Linked DNA regions of Mus musculus: region 2 is linked to region 1. Evidence: chromatin contacts called from public HiChIP or PLAC-seq data. All regions are on one chromosome and are shown on one strand. The core of a region is the stretch at or near the end of the contact, and the rest is flanking DNA. Distances in the headings are between cores, read along the strand shown. Region 1 overlaps Dock2 (dedicator of cyto-kinesis 2). Region 2 holds the start of Dock2 (dedicator of cyto-kinesis 2).

Region 1 (3,880 bases), core at 161-2,660:
GCACACATGTAACCCAAAAATACACAAAAGGGAGAGAGGAAAGATTCAAAATCTCCTAGAACCAAGAAAAAGCACCCTCTGTCTGCCATTTTTAGGCAGAACTTGGTCATGTCATAAGCCTCAATGTTCTTATCTGATAAAAGTAGCACCTTTCCTCAGAGGATTGTCACAAGAACTATTTTTAAAACATCATTACAGAGGCTGAGGAAATAGTTATACAGTGAACAGCACCCATTGCTCTTACAGGAGACCTGAGTTCGGTTCCTAACACCCGTATTAAGTGGTTCACAACACCCTAAAACTCTGGCTCCAGAGGAGCTGAGATCTCTGGATTCTGTGGGCGCCTGAACTCAACTACACATACCCATCCAGAGACACACATACACATAATTCCAAATAAATAAATAACGCGATTATAAAGAAATGCATTTAATAAAGATACGAAACATTGAACAGGAAGAAAACATTCCAATTTCAAGATAACCATGGCTTGCTTGTGGGCAAAATGGAAAGACAGGAACATGGGGACAATCAGCTGGGATCTCGGTCACACCTGAGGGGTTGGGGAGTTTGGGAGTTTTAGGGTTTTTTTTGTTTTTGTTTTTGTTTTTCTTTTTCTTTTTTGAGACAGGATTTCTCGTTGTAGCCTTGGCTGTTCCTGAACTCACTTTGTAGACCAGGCTGGCCTTGAACTCCAGATCCCCCTGCCTCTGCCTCCCAAGTGCTGGGATTAAAGGCATGGCTACCACCACTGCCCAACTTACATCTGAGTATTTTTAAGGAATATATGAAGCAAGAATGTTACTATTTATCTAAGTGATGAGTACCTGAAAGTACTTTTACTTTCCTCTGTAATAATAATAATCAATAATATCTAATAATATCAAGATCAAATAGGAATTATTTGATCAGAGGTTAAGAGTATGGGCTCTGATTAAAAGCCTCCTATGAAGTAAAGGAAGTAATGAACGAAATCAGATGGCAACTTGGAGACTGAAAAAAAATTGCAAACTATTTGTCTAATAAGGGGAAAATACTAAAAATAATGAAGGAATCATCTGACCCAGTAGTACAAAAGCAAGCAATCCATTTAAAACATGGACCATTTTTACAGAAAATATAGAAAACTGCTAACGAGAATATGAGAAGTCCCTGGGCATTATTAGTCATCAGGGTACTGCAAATCCAAACCACAAGACACTGCCCGTGTTTACTGATAAGGATACGTTCAAAAAGTCAAGAGGTAATAAATGAGTGTTAACAAGGAAACAAACTAAGTATACTGTTGGTAGGAAGTATACCGTTGTTACTCATCTCTATGAGTACAACTGCTATGGAAAAAAAAAAAGGCTAATGGTTACTAAAATCTTTAAAAATAGAACTTCCACATGGCCAACAAGCTCCCTCCTAGACATCTACCCAAAGGAAATGACATCACCAGTTCTTTAAGATGTCTGTGCTCCCATGTTCATAATAGTCTGCAGCTCTGTTCATAAAAGTTAAGGTTTGTTTGTTTGGTTGGTTGGTTGGGTTTTTGTTGTTGTTGTTTGTTTTTTCGAGACAGGGTTTCTCTGTGTAGCCCTGGCTGTCCTAGAACTCACTCTGTAGACCAGGCTGGCCTCGAACTCAGAAATCTGCCTGTCTCTGCTTCCCGAGTGCTGGGATTAAAGTCGTGCACCAGGAAGCACCCATCAGTGAGTGAACAAAGAAGCAGAGGTGTATCAAGTGCACTATACAAGCAGAACACTACTCAGCTGAGCGTGGTGGTGCATGCCTTTAATAAGCACATAGCAGAAAAAAAATACTCTATGATCTCATCTGCGTGTGACATCTAATAACAATAAAGAACCAGAGGGTCAGGGAGTTTGCTCTGAGATGGTGTCTCCTAGTAACATCAGAAGTTAACTCCATAACACCATCATGACAGCCCGAATGTGAGCCGAACAAGGATGAAACCAATGGACACACCTAAGTAGACAAGAACAAGCCACAGAGGCCACCATCTAACACAAAGACATGCAGGCAACTGAGGAATGCTGGGAGTAGGAGGGCTGGTCTTCCCAGAGAAGAGCACACCAACTGGGCAGTGCCAAAGGACCGGTCCAGGAAACATACACACAAAAAATACAATATGAACAGGTTATATTCAGGAATATATTCAGGAAATTCGAGACATAGGTCAGAAGATACAAAGCAGTAGATATGCAAACTGAAGAAGTCAAGAAGGACACGCGCAGCAGACAGACTCCAGTTAAGAAAACAATAACAAGGGGCTGGAGAGGTGGCTCAGTGGTTAAGAACACTGACTGCTCTTCCAGAAGTCCTGAGTTCAATTCCCAGCAACCACATGGTACCTCACAACCATCTGCAATGGTATTGATGCCCTCTTCTGGTGTGTCTGAAGAGAGAGATGTTTTACCCACATATATAAAAGAAATAAAATCTAAAAGGAGCAGGAGAAGGAAGAAAAAAGGAAGGGAGGGAGGGAGGGAGGGACGAAGGATACCATTATGTTGTATACCTCCACTATAGATAATAAAATGTATGTATTTAAAAATGAGTGTGTAGTCAAAACTTGGCTTAGAATGAAGATCTGAGTCCTCCTATCTGAGTGATCGTTGACAAGTGACATGTTGAATAGGAATAATCACAGCTGCCTTGTCAAATTTAAATTGTGTGAAGTGTTCAGAGGGATCTATTTCCCTGTGCCTGCCATACGGAAAATATTCAAAAGGTTAGTGGGTACCATGTCCTTTTTTGGACAATAGTTAAATTAATATCATAATCCAACAAGTTAGAAATGTTTTCTATTTTGTTTCCAGAACCTACAGACTTAGAATCTCATTCTTTTTATTGATGTCCTTTCAACATATTTCCATAACAACAGAATAAATGAGACAGAACTCAAGCTCACTGACATCTCAGCCCCACCCTCATTCAAAAAAACAGGAAAAGTGGGTTTCAACTTTCAGAGAGTGGAGCAGCATCCTCCAAACAATAGAATCCCTTTCACACCCAGCAGCTTCTCGCACACAGCTGAACAAAGGAGGCCTCCTGGCAGAGTGGTTCTTCAAATGATCCCCTGTGAAGAGCTCACAATGTCCCCATTGTTTGGGTCACAATCACCCTTGACAGGGTTGCTAGTACAGAAGGTGCTGTAGATTCTGGTGTGCCCCACTCTACCCATGGTAGATTCAATCCTTCACCACCTACCCAGAGCTCTTTGTGGCCCACACAGTCCTGCAGGCAAGGGCATCTGACAGCTCTGAAGAGCTGCAGATGTTGGCGGGCAAGAAGGCTGGCTCTCAGAACCCTGTCATGAGATACTCTCTGTAGAAAACAGTGAAGTATTACATTGCTTTATAACAACTCAAATCTCCCAGTAGCCTCTTTCCTTGCCCCTCCCCACGGTCATATTTTACTGGAAACAAGTCCAAAAATTTTCTGGAGTCTCTGTCTAGAGCCCCCCCCCCCCTTACTACTATAATAGACCCCACAGCCCTGACATACACAAGTATCCGTAAACAGACTTTTTTGTCATTCCAAGCCGGGCAGGGAATGAGTAAGTATAGTGTCCACATACAACTCCGAGAACACCTTACGAAGAAGATTCTAAAGACCAGCTACCTCAGAAGAACACCCTCCACTGTGGTCTAGGGGACAGCAAGGCATTGTGGTGAAGAACCAACCTGCCTCCTCCTTAAGCAAAAAAACCATTTTATAATATAGACAGACCAGGTTCATTCCTGTTTATGGTTAAACTTCTGCTTCTCAAAGATTGGGCTATACCCCACAGGTAACTATAAATGATTCTATACTGCCTGTTCCAAGAAACAACAACCATGTCTGTTGCTTATAACCATCTTACAACCCTATCTTT
Region 2 (3,372 bases), core at 4-2,503, 46 kb after region 1:
CTCACAGCAGATTTAAGAGCCCTTCCTTTCTGAGCGTGCTTCTCCAGGCCAGCTAATTTGCCCTAAGACACAAGGTTGCCCCGCCCACATCCCCTGCCCTTTTCACAGTCCTTCTGTTCCTGTATAAATTGCTAGTGGGGATACCCCAGGTGGAAAGGCCGGAGTTGGAGAAGTTTTGAACTTTTAAAGGAGCCTTTATTGAGTCAAATTCAAACTTCCCATTTTATGGATGGAGAACCTGAGACCCCTTGCAGATATGACTTGTCAGTTCTCTGCTGGGGACTTTTCATCTCAAAGTGCCTCACAGTGCCAAATGCTTGCCTGTAGAGGATGGATAGATCTGAGAACCCCCAAAGTAGCCACTCTCAAACTGTGGCTCATGAATACACACACACACCCTGCATCTATCACTCCCACCTCTGAGCTGCCTCAGGCCCGGCCTGTTGAAGCATCCTCTCTTGGGGAGATCTGCGATCTGGCAGTATGGAAATCCCCCAGTCAACCTTTAAATTCTCACTTAGAGTTGGCAGGATTGCATCACTGGTGCCACTTAGAGTCACATTACCTGACACCTCCCTTCCCCCAGCCACCACTTCCGCCCCCAGTTTGAAGCAGAGGCTTCTGGGAGCTTAGATGGCTGAAGCTGATGAGGCTGTTTTCTCCGATAATTTGACAGGACTCACTCTCTCAAAAGCTCTAATGAAAGACCCCATTGGCTTTGTCCCGGCCCCAAACTGGATACCTGGGATATTAGAGCAGTTAGATCAGAGTCACCTGACCGAGAGCAAACCAGCAAACGAGATGGACAGAGCCATGGTGGCTTGAAGACTGGCTAATGGAGAGTGCTCTGTGCAAAGCAAAGTCTGGTACACAGAGCTGCGGGGCCACCTCATCTTAAGGATGTGTGAGCAAGCACTTGGGAGAGGCTGAAGGCAAGAATATACTTTCTCTGCCTTCATTTTCTCCTTCAACCCGGCGACTGCAGCAGAGAGAAAGCACTGCGTTCCAGACCATAAGTTAGCATGGCCCGCCCTGCCCTCACCCATCCTGCAGGTCCCATCACATCTGCCTCCAGCCACCTGCCCTCTGCCGCAGCGCAGACCCAGTGCCCACACTTGCCCACACCTACCCACTCCGTGACGCTCCTTGTCAGTTTTGCGCCAGGGGGCCATGGCAAGACCGGAGCCTTGAGAGCCTCCTGTTCTCTAGTGAAGAAGCTGGCTGGGGTGGTTAGGCGCCTTGCAGGGCCCCACTTCCTTCCTCTTTTTAAACTCTCTCTCTCTCAAGGTCCGCCTTCCCCTCCTCTGGGTCCCCACTCCCTCCTCCCCCTTCTTCTCCAGCAGGGGCACACACAGCCAAGGGCTAGAAGATTGCCTTCAAAATTTGGAGACCACCCTCATTTGTCTCTTCCGGAGGAAAGTGGCTACAAGGCATACAGGTACTTAAAGCCAACCCAGACCGCGAGGGTAGAGTTTCCCTGACTTCTGAACCCTGTTAGTGACTAAGCATGAGCTTTGGGGGCTGATCTTCATTTCTCGGTGTTTCGGGTTCTTCATCAGGAAGATGGGGTAAGATTGCCCCTTCACCTGCTTTTCCTGAGGATTAGAGAAGAACCTGTACTCAGTGAGTGACACGCTAGAGATGGGGTCACTTTAGTTAGCATCCTTTCTGTGCCATGAACCCAACTGGGAATCCGATGCCAGCCCAGAAGCCTCCCTCTAACACTACTCAGGCACACCAGCAGGTCTGGGCACCTTCACCACCAGCAAGCGTGGGCAGGGCAAGAGACAGCCAGGGTGAATTAGACAGACATTTCCCCACAAACCTGAAGTTTGCTCTTGGAATAGATTCAATTGAAGAGGAAAATATCTCTCAGGGCTACCATCACAATGATCTAAGTCTCCTTGAATTTTCTTTCTTTATTACCATTTCCCATAACCTCTTTCTGCCCTACCCCAGACACATTAGGAAAGACCAGGCAAAATCACTACTGACAGTTTTCACAAAATACCAATTTTCTTTCATTTTAATTTATTGGCTTTTCAGTTTCTGACAGCACAAGTTGGGTGCATCTGTTAGATTACTTTTCCCTAGGAACACATGAAACCCTCTACCCACCACAGATAGGGCTCTAATGACAGACCTTAGCAATGACTCCTCTCAAGTCTAGGTTGGGAAATCAAAGAGTTCGTTGAATTTGCTTCTAGGAACACAACTGAGGGGTTACTTAAAGGAGCATAGGTGAACCCCAAAACAGCTACATCACTAAAATGTCTCACCCCACATTGGATGAGAACTTCCCCATAGCTGCATAGGTATAGTCTCCTCTTTCATTAATCCATCACACACTCTGTCACCTCTCAGACCATGTGACTATGTATGCCTGAGACAAAGTTACATGCAGCTGCCAGAGACACTCAGAAAGGACTGGCTGAAATCCCAGAAGGGGTTCTAATGACTCCCCCACTCTCCCTTGGCAACAGGCCAAATCTTGGGGAATCTCTTGGGAATAGTCACAAGTGTTCTAGTGGCCCTTGTAAGAGCTAGAAGATTTGGAAGACAGCACAGCACAGCAGCAGCAGCCACAGTAAGCAGCTATATCACAGCTTTGTGGAAAGATCAAAGCCAGGAGAATGTGTGTATGCATTTAATATTCATTACTTAGTAACATTTTTTGTTGTTGTGACAAAACACTGACCATGACCAAGGCAACTTACAAAGAAAGCATTTAATTTAGGGCTTACAGTTCAAGAGCGTGGTACCATCCATGATCATCTTGGCAGGGACCATGAGAGCAGGCAGGAAGACATAGGGCTGGAGCAGTAGTAGAACACTTATATCTGATCCACAAGCATGAGGCAGAGAGTTACCTGAGAACAGCATGTGATGTGTTTATAAAAAGATAAAGAGGTATAAGTCATGTTCTATGGGGCTGTGGTAAGGTATGGGGAAAGGGGTGTCTCGGCAGGCCCATGCTGAGACACCCCTTTCCCTTGAGGGAAGGCACAGTATAGTATAGACTAGACTTTATTTAGGTCATAGGGAGGGGAGCTAAGAGGGTAGAGGGTTGTAGAGTCAGAGAAAGGCAGAGAGAAAGAGTAGAGAAGTAAAGGCCGACCATGGCCATGAGCACATGAAGAAAGGGTCAGGGAAGGGGAAAGGACGAGCAAGGGAAAAGCAAGAGGGAAGAAAGAGTAAGAGAGGGAGGAGGAGACAAGTAGCCCCTTTTATAGTGGGTCAGGCTTACCTGGCTATTGCCAGGTAACTGCAGGGGGTGGAGTTCAGACAGAATGCTAACAGCATAGGCTTTTGAAACTTCAAAGCCTACCCCTAGTGACACACCTCCTCCAACATGGCCATACTTCCTAATCT

Evidence for each region. HiChIP or PLAC-seq counts read pairs in DNA pulled down with a chosen protein or histone mark.
Region 2: an H3K4me3 HiChIP or PLAC-seq map of bone marrow-derived macrophages shows a contact between it and region 1, with 3 times the contacts expected there. The contact joins the promoter of Dock2 here to the enhancer-like site in region 1. A contact is called at or near these places in 6 of 39 promoter capture datasets (the C10 cell line, the HPC-7 cell line, neutrophils and 1 more), 2 of 15 datasets of contacts at CTCF or cohesin (CD8 T cells and large pre-B cells), 65 of 484 Hi-C or Micro-C datasets (B cells, the BV-2 cell line, the Ba/F3 cell line and 40 more), 21 of 115 datasets of contacts at active chromatin or transcription factors (the 230-238 cell line, CD8 T cells, the SCID.adh cell line and 14 more) and 4 of 9 other capture datasets (adipose tissue, liver, macrophages and 1 more).

What each region holds. Positions count from the first base shown.
Region 1 is chr11:34,736,076-34,739,955 of GRCm38.p6, forward strand. The region is part of intron 2 of Dock2 (dedicator of cyto-kinesis 2); the gene reads right to left. Among named protein-coding and RNA genes, the nearest start is that of Gm51858, 43 kb to the left of the region's middle. Within about 2 kb of position 1,411, at least 38 of the 459 cell types and tissues checked have an H3K27ac peak or open chromatin away from gene starts, as enhancers often do. A contact at or near this core is called in B cells, the BV-2 cell line, the Ba/F3 cell line and 11 more, where this site is marked.
Region 2 is chr11:34,782,652-34,786,023 of GRCm38.p6, forward strand. Dock2 (dedicator of cyto-kinesis 2) reads right to left here and starts at 1,254. Exons shown (of 52, transcript NM_033374.3): 1 at 1,130-1,254. The coding sequence starts at 1,172.